2 separate regions of the Gossypium hirsutum genome follow, and region 1 is linked to region 2. A link is a contact called in public Hi-C data. All regions are on one chromosome and are shown on one strand. Each heading gives the region's core, a stretch centred on a gene start, on an enhancer-like site or on the middle of the called end of the contact. The rest is flanking DNA. Distances are from core to core; before and after follow the strand shown.

The links. A called contact is a pair of places that touch in the nucleus more often than the background predicts.
Region 1: a contact with region 2 is called in a Hi-C map of hypocotyl, with 2.7 times the contacts expected there. The contact joins the promoter of LOC107889150 here to the enhancer-like site in region 2. A contact is called at or near these places in 3 of 34 Hi-C or Micro-C datasets (hypocotyl and leaf).

Annotation. Positions count from the first base shown.
Region 1 is chrA09:63,359,890-63,366,529 of Gossypium_hirsutum_v2.1, reverse strand. LOC107889150 reads left to right here and starts at 1,399. Exons shown (of 2, transcript XM_016813487.2): 1 at 1,399-1,555; 2 at 1,848-2,149. The coding sequence starts at 1,437. The coding sequence ends at 2,058.
Region 2 is chrA09:63,294,980-63,301,149 of Gossypium_hirsutum_v2.1, reverse strand. No RefSeq gene overlaps it. Among protein-coding and RNA genes, the nearest start is that of LOC107891586, 20 kb to the left of the region's middle. Within about 2 kb of position 4,484, at least 9 of the 9 cell types and tissues checked have an H3K27ac peak or open chromatin away from gene starts, as enhancers often do. A contact at or near this core is called in hypocotyl and leaf, where this site is marked.

The sequences.
Region 1 (6,640 bases), core at 150-2,649, 68 kb before region 2:
GAAGAAGCAATATGGTATAAAACTATTTTAAACAATGGTAAGTACGCGATGCACACTATATGAATTGATGGATTGATAAATTAGAAACTATTTATAAAAACAAACTTGGTATATACATGCAATCATCAAAACATATATTGTAGAATGAACATTTTTAAAACACATAATGCATAAGTTGAAAAATTTGCATAGAAACTAAGAATATATAATTACCGAAATAAATATTATAGAATAGAAGTTTGAATCAAATTGCATGTAAAATAATTTAAACACAAGTCCATTTAAGAGTTTACAAAATATATGATAATTCAAATAATATATAATATGAAAGGATAATAAAATACATGATGAGATGTAATTCACAAAATAGATTTACAAAATATATGCATAAATAACTTTGAAAATAATCATTCGTAAAAAAACATAGAAATACATACGAGATTAAGTTAATTTTATAATAAACTATGTAATGGATTTAAGAACATGCTTATATAAATATGTATATCAAGAAAACTGTGTGTGTAAAATACATAGATTTAATAGTAATATATATACCAAATATAGGTATCGATAAACATATGTACTTACGTAATAATAACCTAAAAAATATATTATGTAGGATCATGTAATAATATATAAGAATAAATTTAAAAGGAATTATGTATGTAAAATAATATAAGATTAATAAAATGCATAAAAAGAATTAACCTTCTTATAAAGTGTATATGTATGTATATATAAAAGAACATTTTAAACAAACAAATTTAAAAGAAAATAAACAAATAGATATATATAGTTACATGTAGAGATATATTTACATATATAAATGAAAATATGAATAACAAACTAAAACCATGCAAAACTTAATAAAATACTCCAAAATAATATATTAAAAGGTGAATAATAAGTAAATTTTCAAAAATAAAAGGGTTTCAAAGAATAAAATATGCTGAGAGTAATGAGTAAATAAAAAGAAACTCAATTGAAACAAAAATGAAACTAAAAGGATAATTAATAAATACAATAAATTACTGAAATTAGAGGAAGGACCAAAGCTTAACGCGTGCAGACTCATAGGGGTTAAAACTGGCAATATACGAGATCCCTGAGTGCTGCGTTGAAGGGTGGATCGAATTGATTTCACTTGTAAATTAAATGTATAAATTAAAAAAACAAAGGGAAAAGCTGGTAGAACTCAATCATGACACAACGCCGAACAAGTGGACTTAAGGTGCAAATATCCCTTTCTGACCTAACACATGGGTCTTAACCAGGCGTGGGTCGGGTCATTGGGTGAAAGCCACCACACGACGCCGTATCTAGACCGTTAAAATTGGTCAAAACGGCGCCGTTCCCAGTCTCTTATATGGACTAAACCAACCGAATCAACAAGCACCCATTCTGCCTATTTTCAAATCCCTAATCCCCTTTGCTAAATGCCGATTCATCTTCATCGTGTGGGACTCTTCGAGCCTGAGGGAATCTTAGCCCGAAATCCCTCCTCAACTTCGATTTCGACGAAGAAGGGAGAAGAAAACCATGGCTCGCTTGCACGGTAAGGCTCCTCTGTCACCGTTCTTTTGTTTATTTTTCTTTAAAACAGTAATGGTGAATGACCCAAACTAGAAACGAAACGATGCATAGAAAACTAAAAGGATTCGAGGAAGAAAGAAGTCACCTCTGCTTTTTTGTATTCTCTGTGCGTATATTTTCGTTCGTAACCGATTACAAGGATTGAAATCTCGGCCTTATAGCCGAAAAAGAGAGAAAAGAAATTTAACAAAATAATCATACAATATTTTTCTTTTGTTTGTATTTGCTGTTGTTGCTTGTTTGTTTCTCTGCAGGTGCGGATGTGCTGGCGCGGGCGTGGCTGCTGGACGGTACGGAGCGTACGGCGCTGGCATCGTACGGAGGTGGTGGCGCGCGTGGGAGGCTGAGGCGCAAGCAGGAACTGCTAGGGTTTCTGTTCTAAAATTTTTGGGCCATTTGGGCCGATGTAATTTTGAGGTTGGGCTTGTATTAGGTTATTTTTTTGAATTTGGGTCATGTAACTGAGCTATAGGCCTGTTGGGCCTGTTCTTGTAGTTGGGCCACTAGTTTCTGTAATTGGACTGTAAGGACTATTATAATATTTTTTGATTTTTTTTGTTTTGTTTTTTGTTTGCTCGGACCAGACAAATTTGGCCCACTACAAGATTATTTATCAAAATGGTATATTTGATACATTACTTTACCGATATCCATTCGGCCCAACCTGATATCCATCCATTACCTGATGGAATTACCTTAATTCCAAGATTTAAGTTCATCCTATCCATAAAATCACTCCTCGAAAACTGCCTTCCTCCCTTAGCACTATTTTCTTTTCGTTGACCTGCTTTGATTGCGAGAGCACTATTTTCTTCCTCCTTTCGAGTAGATGCCACACATCCACCCTCACTCGAATACATATATAGCTACTAACACCATTAGCAATTGATTTAGCATATAAGCAACAGAACTCCCAATGAAATCTCCAAATTGCTTGACTATTGTTTCAGACATTAATCCATGCAGGATATCATGAACTTAACCTAAAAATCTGAAAAAAAAATAATAATAAAGGAACGGATCTTCCTTGTCTTTAAGCTTGCGGAAATTAAGAAGATGGTTATTAAACATCTATGGAGCACTATTCACTACTCTATACAAATCTACTTCGTAATGAAATCAGGATAGATACCTTTTCTTTCCTTTTCTTTCCACTTCCGTTATCGAAACCCCACCCGATGGATGCCAAAGATTTACTAAAGTTATTTGCATAGATTGAAAACTCATCACACTAGTATTTAGAAAACACTGACTAAATAGAGAACAGTGGATAGATCTATCATTATAAAATCCAAATTAATCTGCCACGCTTCCTCCTCACCATCATCAATATGCAAATTTGCTAACACGTTCTCCATCTCCTTCGCTAGCGATCGAAATATTCCACTAATCTAGAAAAAAAAAACATAAAAGCAAATGAAAAATAAAACATGTTACTAAAACAAACAAAACGTGCTACGAAAGGAGACTATATTTAAAAAAAAATAAACATTTAACTCTCAATAAAAACCAAAATACAAGATTTCTATAATACTTTAACCTATGTATTTTTTTTTTCCGACTTAACTGAAAAACACTTGAGAGCATTATAATCTCATCTGTGCAGTGAATAGAATAATAAATTTATTACGTTTGTATTTCTTTTATATCTCTCCTTGTTATATAAAACTAAAAATATATTAATTCTCCAATCTAAAAACATATTAATCCTATTTATAAAGTTACAATTTTTCATTTATATAAAGAATTGACAGATCATAAAAATAAACTATGTGGAAACTCATCATGGCATCTATATATAATGATATTTCTTTATAAACTTACAAATTTTCGTTATATCAAAATATGACTGATACGATGATATGTTGTTTTACTTAATTGTAGCTTCCCGACCTACGACAAAATTTCTTTATTTTTCAAAATTTGCTATTAATTTATTTATTTATTAATATATGTATTTTAATATAGTTAATTTCAGTTTTTATAATTTTTATATTTATCAATTTTAATCTTTATATTTATCAATTTATTTGGTTAAACTATGCTATTATTTATGTATAATGCATAAAATTGTTGACTTAATACATGTTCTCCAATTGTATCATTGATGGTTCTTATACTTTTTCGAAATTTAAGTCTCATTAATTGATTTTTTTATAATATTATAAAAAATAATAAGTTGACATAATAACACACAAAATAATATATTTGCAGTATAAAATTTAGAAAATGGCATAATTTAAATAATTTGATTAAGATTGAAATTTTAAAAATTAAAACAAAAAAGGCATAGTAGAATGATGAATAAGTAGAATATAACTTTTCTTTTTATTGGCTAACAACACGTGCATAAGAAAATGATATTTCATCATAAGAAGTGCCTTTTATAACCAATGTAACTATATGTTTAAGAAAAACTCTTGTATAATAGTATATAATTCATAAAAATGATTTATAGATAATTTCATATTACTAGTTTTTAAAATTATAATTAAATAGTTTATTTATTTAGATAAATAAATAAAAATAGCCAAATAAATAAATAAAAACATATGGTAAATAGTAATTATTTTTAAAAAAAAATTAAGAGTGAATAATATAAAGTTTTATTCCCATTAAAAATTGACTATCTATTTAATAGTGAAGTTTGGACCTAAAAGGGCGGTAACTCAAAATAAAACAAAAGTTGACATAATTTAAAACATTACAATGACTTAAAAGAACCTCTTACATGTGGCACACAAAACACTTCCTATAACAAAAACAGATTCTACACAATTCAACAAACTCACCAAACAAAGAGATACTAATAGCTCTTAACAACCAAAATCCCTCAATGTATTAAAAAAAAAATCCTTCAAATGATACTATTACGCCACATAAATTGGCTTCTAGAAAAATATTCTAGACACAAAGCTTTTACGTATACTCTAGCTTCTTGAGTAAAAAAATCCTCTAAAGGATGCAATTAAAATTCTGGGTCAACATCCTTAATCTACGCACTTACTCTACTCACTTACTGGTATATTTTGCTCATATTAATTGGTCTTCGACATGCCATTTTATAACATGTATTATACCAAAAGGGGACTATTGTAATACCCACTAAAAATGGAAAATATCCATTTAATAACCTAGATAGAGCCCAAAAAAGCTCCGACTCAAAATAAAGCAAAAGCTCATAGAGCTTAAAACTTTATAGTTTTGACTTATATGAAGTAGTGATTAAAACTCTTGTCAGATATTCGTTTGACACCAATTAAAACCGTGTGACACTATCCCCCACCACTAATATTGGATAAAAAAACTTTGCAAACGCTCAAAGAGCTTGTACACTAGTGTTAACCATTGTCACATTGCACATAAATGTTCCTTCTATAACATACGAAGATTCTACACCTTTCAATAAGCTCACATGATAAAGAGATGCTACCACCTCTTAATGACCAAGGTTGTTACCTCAACTAAGGATCGCTACAATAACATATCTAGGTAGTCAATTGTTGATCTGTCATAATTTGATACATCAAATTAGGCTCTTTAGAAAACTTGATGAGTTTTTTCTCAAGCAATTTATGAGTTTAATCTATGCTTTTTGTTGATTTTTAGTTGTTAGTATTAATGATTATTTTTGTTTAGTTTTAACCCTTTTGAGACCCAAATTGACAAAATGGTGTCATTGGGAGTTTAATGGTGTATTTGAGTTTGTGTAAGAAGACAACTACTGCCAAACCTTGAGGAAAATTGCATCTGTAGTGGGTGTCAAGACACTAATACCAGGATCTTGTGACACTAAGCCTCCATAACTTCATAGGACCAAAAATTTAATGAGAAACCAACCTGGAGCAATCTGTCGAGGATGTCGCGACACTAGGTGTGCTGTGACACCGAGCCCAAGATTGCAACTTCATTGCCGATGTTGAACTGAAGGAGCTAGGGCCATTGTGAGGATGTCACGAAACCAGCTAGTCTATTTCATGACATCGAGAACCCTCAAAGCCAACACTATGCCACTAAAGAGGGTGTTGTGACACCAACAACTGGGTATCATGACATTGAAGTCTGACAGGATGAAAAATACTGTAGGGGTAATTTTGTGTCCAACACTAACTGAAATCAACTCATACACTTCAAGGGCATTTTTGTCAAACTTTAGGGTTGTAACTTGTTTGTATTAAAGTCACTTTTGATGCCAAACATAAAGGAACCACATTTTATCATCTTTTTAGCTTCTATTTTATTCTCTTCATCATTTTTAGGTTTAGAGTTCTTTCCTTTCTTAGCTTAGTTAGTTGATAGCTGCTAGTTCTTTAGTTTTACTGCAGCTTTAACTTTTTTGCAATTAGATACAAAAACTTTCTTGTATTTTGATTTCTCTTTAAAACATCTAATAGATTTCAACTTTGTGAACTTGTAAAAGTGTAAAAATCTCAACTTTGGTTGTGCTTTCATCACCATTGATGTTGCTATTGTCTTCCACAAAGACTCCATCAAGAGTCACTAAGATTTTCTCAATATTAATTATCATGAACTTTACTGATGTTTGTATGTTGATAATAGGTAGTCACCTAATCTTATGGTGGTTGGTTGATGAAAATGTAACATGGTTAGTTTTTAGGTCAAAGACTAAATCATAAAAATTGGCAAATAGACTTTAAAACTTAGAATAGACGTCTCTAGGTGAACTCTTAGATAGGTAAGACCGAGAGGAGAGCCTATTGAGATCCAATTTGATTGTCCTGATTTAGTTTAGTGAGACCGAGAAATAAAGCAAACTAAATCATTTAATTGGGTAAAATGGTGGCTGAAAGGTAAAATTGGACCAATTAAGAAGTTGACCAATTTAGATCCCTAATCCAAGAATTGGCTAGCAATATGGAAGTCAACCGACCACTTTAGCCCATTGAATTGATATTTGTCCACTTTGGTTTGTTTTGAAAATTAGTCCTTCCAGATATAAGTTAGTGCAATTAATTTATGATGATGATTTGTCATACTATAATACTTAGTGAGTAGCTGGCTAGGCTTCACAATTTCATGCATTTTT
Region 2 (6,170 bases), core at 3,235-5,734:
GACAGTAAATAATCGATTTTTATGGCTCGACTCTCAAGTTCAATCCCCAGTGGAGTTGCCAAGCTGTCGAAACCATCCTTCAATTTAATGAAAAATGGGGGAATCGACTTTTAAAAAACAGAAATAAGGGAGTCGCCACCGATCCTTTTATTTTGGTGTGATCGGGTCACCTAAGAATTTGGTTATTTTAATAAAACATTTTCGGTTTACTAAAACAATGACTCTGGTCTACGAAAATTTTAGAAAAATGGACTCGGGAGTCGGTTACGCATGAGGAAGGATTAGCACCCTCACTACGCCCAAAATTGGTACCAAATCAATTAAATATTGTCCTTATGTCTGAAAAATGTTTTTTTGGAATGTGGCTCTTTTTAATAAAAGTTGAATAACCCGAGTTGATTGTCAAAATCTTTTTGTTTCGACGTCCGAAAATTTATAATTTGAAATTAATAAGAGGATGCTCAAATATTTGGTCCAACGAAAAACTAAAACCCAGCACAGTAGGGCACGATCCCTCGAATTTCCAAACATCGAACATTGCCTCCCCTTTAGAGAATATAAGTGAAATTCTGAAGAGATATTCGATTATCTTGAAAAAACGGGAAATTGCAACCCAGCACGATAGGGTACTATTCCCCGAATTGCCAAACATCGAATATTGCCTTCGTTTTAATGAGTTTTTAGGAAACATGAGCCAACACCTAAAGGAATATTCGATTGTTTTGACCAAACGAGAAATCCCAACCCAGCACGATAGGGCATGATTCCCGAATCGTCAAACACCGAGTATTGCCTTCGTTTTAAAGGATTTTTGGAAGATACGAGTGAAATTTTGAGGGAATATTTGATTATTTTAAGCAAGTGAGAAATTCGTAACCCAACACGTTAGGGCACAATTCCACGAGTCGCCAAATATCGCATATCACCTTTGTTTAAGGGATTTTAAAAGACATGAGTGAAATCTTGAAGGGTTATTCGATTATTTTGAGCGAACACGAAATTGCAACCCAACACGTTAGGGCACTATTTCGCGAATTGCCAAATATCGGATTTCGCCTTCGTTTTAAAGATTTTTTATGAATACTTATAAACTAGCTTAAAACATATTAATGCATTTTTTGAAATGAAACGAAATTAATCATAAAATTTAAATTTTATAAAACCACATTCCGAAAATCAAAAGGAAAACGATGGATGGGGTAATATGTACATATAAAATACGACAATAGAAGAGTGGAGGCAATACGATTTATTTGATCGACTAACAAACACCTAAGTGACTAAGTGTAACCGACTTGAAAGTATAACTCAATTTCAATTACGCATGGAGAACGATTAACATGGCAATGATGAATACAACGACGGCATACATGGCATAATAATAAAATTATTAGAGGCATAAAATAAAATGCAATCCAAAGAAGCAACATGGTATAAGATTATTGTAAAGCAATGACAAGCTTAATATACACATGCAATCCTCAAAATATATATATCATAGAATGAATATTTTAAAACACATAATGTATGAATTGACAGATTTACATAAAAATAAGAATATATATATAATTATTGAAATAGATATTAGAAAATGAAAATTTGAATTAGATTGAATGTAAAATGATTTCAACACAAATTTATTTAAAAGTTGACAAAAGTATGCGATCATTTAAAATATATACAATACAAAAGAATAGTGGAGATATATGACAAGACATAATGCACAAAATAAATTTATAAAACATATGTATACGTAAGTTTATAAAAAGCATGAGATTAATAATAAAATATACACATATATATATACATATTGTTGATATAAAAATATACACGCACCCTTTTATTAAGCATATTTAAACAAGAGGCTATATAAAAACATAAATATAATATCGAGAAAAACTCAAAAATAATGATCTTTAAAATTATAAAGGTAAAGTTTCTAAAATGATTTCATATATGTATTGAAAGCACTTGATAAATCACAAAGCCAAATGGGGTTTTAAAAATAGAAAAATCTATTAAAGTAGTGAATGTATTAATATACATAAATTTAAAAGTAAGTTCATGTGAATTCGTATAGAAAATGATAATACGTATAGGTTAAAAAATGTATGTAAGTCAAATACATATGCTATTATGGGCAAGTATAAAAATAATCTATATAAAACATATATATAAAACATATTATCATAGCAAAAATACACATTAAAATACATGGGTCTAATAATATATATAGACCAAATATAGATAACGATAAAAATATATAATAATTTAAAGGATATGTTATGTAAGATTATATAATAAAATATAAGAATAAATTCAAAAGAAGCCATATGTATAAAATGATACAAGGTTAAATATATATATGAAATAAAAAAAATTAACTTTGATATAAAGTATATGTGTATATATAGTAGTGTATGTAAAAAAACATTACAAAAGTGATTAAAAACGAAATCAAATCATTAAAATAACTTATAATATAAAAAAATAAACAAGGATAAAAAATATTGGATGTGTCTTAAAAACGATAATAAACCATAAAATGAATAAATAAAAAAAGGAGACTCAATTGAAATTGAATTAAAATAAGAGAGACAAATTATAAATGAAAACAACTGCCAAAATAACAAAAGGGACCAGCGTATGATGTATACAAATATATGAGGACCAAAACTGGAATTATTCCGGACTCCAAAACGCTATGTGCAAATACGGACTAAAGCGCGAACGTATGCAAATCACAAGAGCAATTTTAAGAAAATGAAACATAAGCGTGGGCTGATTGAACTGAAGCGCGAAAGGAAAGGGACCGATATGGAAAATAACCCCTCACCACGAAAATGCGCGAATCTCAGGGGCATTCGGATCGGGTCCAATTGGACATGGCTTGTACGGTGTCGTTTTTAGGGCTATCAGACCATGCCTTAGACGACGTCGTTTCCCTCTGTAAGTTAAAAAGAAAAAGAAAAACCTAAGACACTCCTAAGCGCCGCAGCAGACAAATGATGGGAAAGGGGAGGAAAAACCTAAGTGCCCCCCTCTTCTTCGTTCTGCTAACCGACCATCCTCATTCCACCATTGAAGTTGGTAGGCGATGGCACGTAGAGGAACCATCTTATCTCCCCACTTTGGTCCTCGTATAGAGACTGAGTTTTAGCCTCGAGAGATCGATTCCGAGCTTTGATTTTTGGCGAAGAGGAAATCGTCCCCAATGGCTCGTTCGCGAAGGTAAGCCCTTCTTTTCTTATTCTTTGATCTCTTAACAAAACAATGAAGATAGGCTTAACGAGAAAACGAATCAACTCGTAGAAAACTAAAGCAAAAAACCTAGAAGAAAAACCAAAGAAATCACCTTTTGTTATTTCTTTCTATTCAATATGTGAATCAGCTCTTTTTTTTGTGTGAGTATATTGCCTTTTTTAGAAAAGGAGTTTCCCCCCGTTACAAATAAAAGAAAAATGGCTTTATAGCCGAAATCAAATGAAAAAATACAAAGAAATTCCTTGCTATTTTTTCTTTGCTACCATTTGCTGTTGTCCTACTGTCATTTTGTTTGTTTTTGTTTATAGGTGCGGAGCAAGGCGCGTGTACGGGGGTCGTATTGGCGCTTGGCGTGGGTGTACGAGGGCTGTTGACGTGGAGGCACGAGCGTACGGCGCTGGGGGTGGGGCTCGTCTGTGGTTGCGGCGCGGAAGTGATGAGGACGCTGTAGGGTTTCCTTTCTCAGAACACTGGGCCCAACGGGCTAGTAATTGGTATTGGGCTGTAGGGCACATTAGTTATTGGGTCACTGGTTATGTAACTGGGCTTTAAACATTTAATGGACTGTTATAATTTTTATTTATTTTTATTTATTTTTATTTTGATTTTTTGGTTGTTGGGCCCGGGCAGAATTTGGGCCATACACTAGTTCTTCATACAAATTACAACCAAGGATGTGACTCATGTCGTTGTTTCTCTTTCAAACGTTCACTGCACAACTTATGAATTGCTTCCCCTAACTTGGTCAAACCACGAACAATATTCTATCTAACCAACGAGCCTCTAAAGCGTACATCTCCAAGAGATTCAACCCACAATTCAAGGTTTGATGTATTGGCTCCACAAATCTATAATAATTATCAAATGTTCTCGCGCCCTCCTTGATCACATAGCTAGATTATGCTTATCAGATTAGGTTTGGGAGCAAAGATACAGTTGTAAGTTCTTCTAAACACCCGAGGTCTACTCTATTGAATATTGAATATTGTAGTGACCAATTTTGGCCCGGGCCTGCTAAAAAATCCCAAACCTATATATAAAATAAATAAATAAATAATAATAAAAAACCACAGTCCAATAGCTAAGCCCATACCGAATACAAGCTAACCAGCTTAAGTGTAAAACCTTAACCCAAAACTCGTATGGCCCAATAGGCCCAAGGTCTAAAACAAAAGCCAAGGCAGAAACCCTAGTAGCCTTGGCTTGCGCCACAGCAACCCCAGCAGCCTTCAGGCGCCGTACAACTCAGCCTCCAGGCCTCCAACAGCCACGTCAACAGCTCTGTACGCCCCAGCCTCCTGGCGCCACGCCCGTACCCCGTACTCTGTACCTTTAAACGAATGAGGCAAACACAGCAGTGAAAAAAAACAAAACAAAGAAAATGTTGTATTTTGATTTATTTTTCCTCTTTCTTTCCGGCTATAAAGCCAGATTTTAACCTGGTAATAAAGGACATGTTTGAAAACGCAATACAAACAGACACTATTTGCATATTGAATACAAAGAAAAGGCCACCAAGATTCGAAGGTGATGTTTCCGATTTAGATTTGCAGGCGTTCCCTTTCTTTTGCTTGTTCCTTGTCTTGTGTTCTTCTTTATTATTCGAGAGTAAATAAAGTAAAGAAAAAAGGGACTTACCTTCACATGCGAGCCACTAGAATCCACCATCTTTGTCGGCGTCGAAGGGTGAGAGGATTCCAAGGCCAAAATTCGCAGACCACGGCGCGGGAAACGAAACAAGGGCACAAAAAGGGCACCATCGAAGCGCCATTCACCATATGTGAGAATAGAACAAGGGCTGAACAGCGCAAAAAATGCTAGGGTTCCCCTTTCTTCATTACTTAAGCCAGATGGTGTGACTTTGGGGCCCCTTTTAAGCAACCAAAAAGGGTACCGTTTGGGCCTGTGTCAATGGCTCCAAAACGGTGCCATGTATATAAGACCCGGTCGACCCGATTCCCAGCCCCTATGACCCGCGCATTCTGGCGGAGAGGGGGTAATTTCTCTATAGGCCCTCCCTTTTTGTATGGGCATTCAATATGGCCTTATTTATTTCGTTTTCCTTCTTTTTAATTTGGCTTTACAATTTACGCGTGTTTGTAATTTAGTCCGCGTTTTAATGCTGCATTGTGAGGACCGGTATATTTCCAGTTTAGATCCTTCTGCATTATCGCGCCTCGCGCATTGGTCCATTTTTTTCATTTGTTCCATTTTCTTAATTTCCCCCTCTTGTTTTAGTTTAATTTTGATTAAGTCCTTTAGTTCATAGCCCTTTTGTGTGTTCTTAATTAATTATTTTTTAATTTTAGGTCATGGTTATTCCATTGTTATAAACTGTTTTCTCTTAACAATGTTAACATCATGTTTTATACATTTTAAATATTTGTTTCATTTATATTATTATATATGTATGTATATATTATAATAATGATTATCTATTTTTATACATAATTGCTTTTGACTCTATATATATATCTTTGCATGTCAATATATTTCTTTTATTATTCAAATATGTTTTATATATGTTTCACATAGGATTTAAGTTATTTTGTATCCATTTATATTAGTACATGTATTTGATTCATACACATTATTAAGGATGTATATACCTTATCTATGAATTTGCATGTACTTACTTTTAGACACATATATTTATATATTAATATGTTTATTACCCTAATAGACTTCTTATTTTAAAATACTTTTCGTTTTATGATTTATTAAATATTCTCTATATATATATGAAATAATTCTTGGAAACTTCTTTTTTGTATACTTATAAAATTATTATTTTTGAGTGTATTTATATATCATATTATTTTTGTGTTTTACATATAGCATATTATCTAAATATTATGATATAAGGGTATGCGTATAACTCTTAGACTATTTTAAAATTTTATATA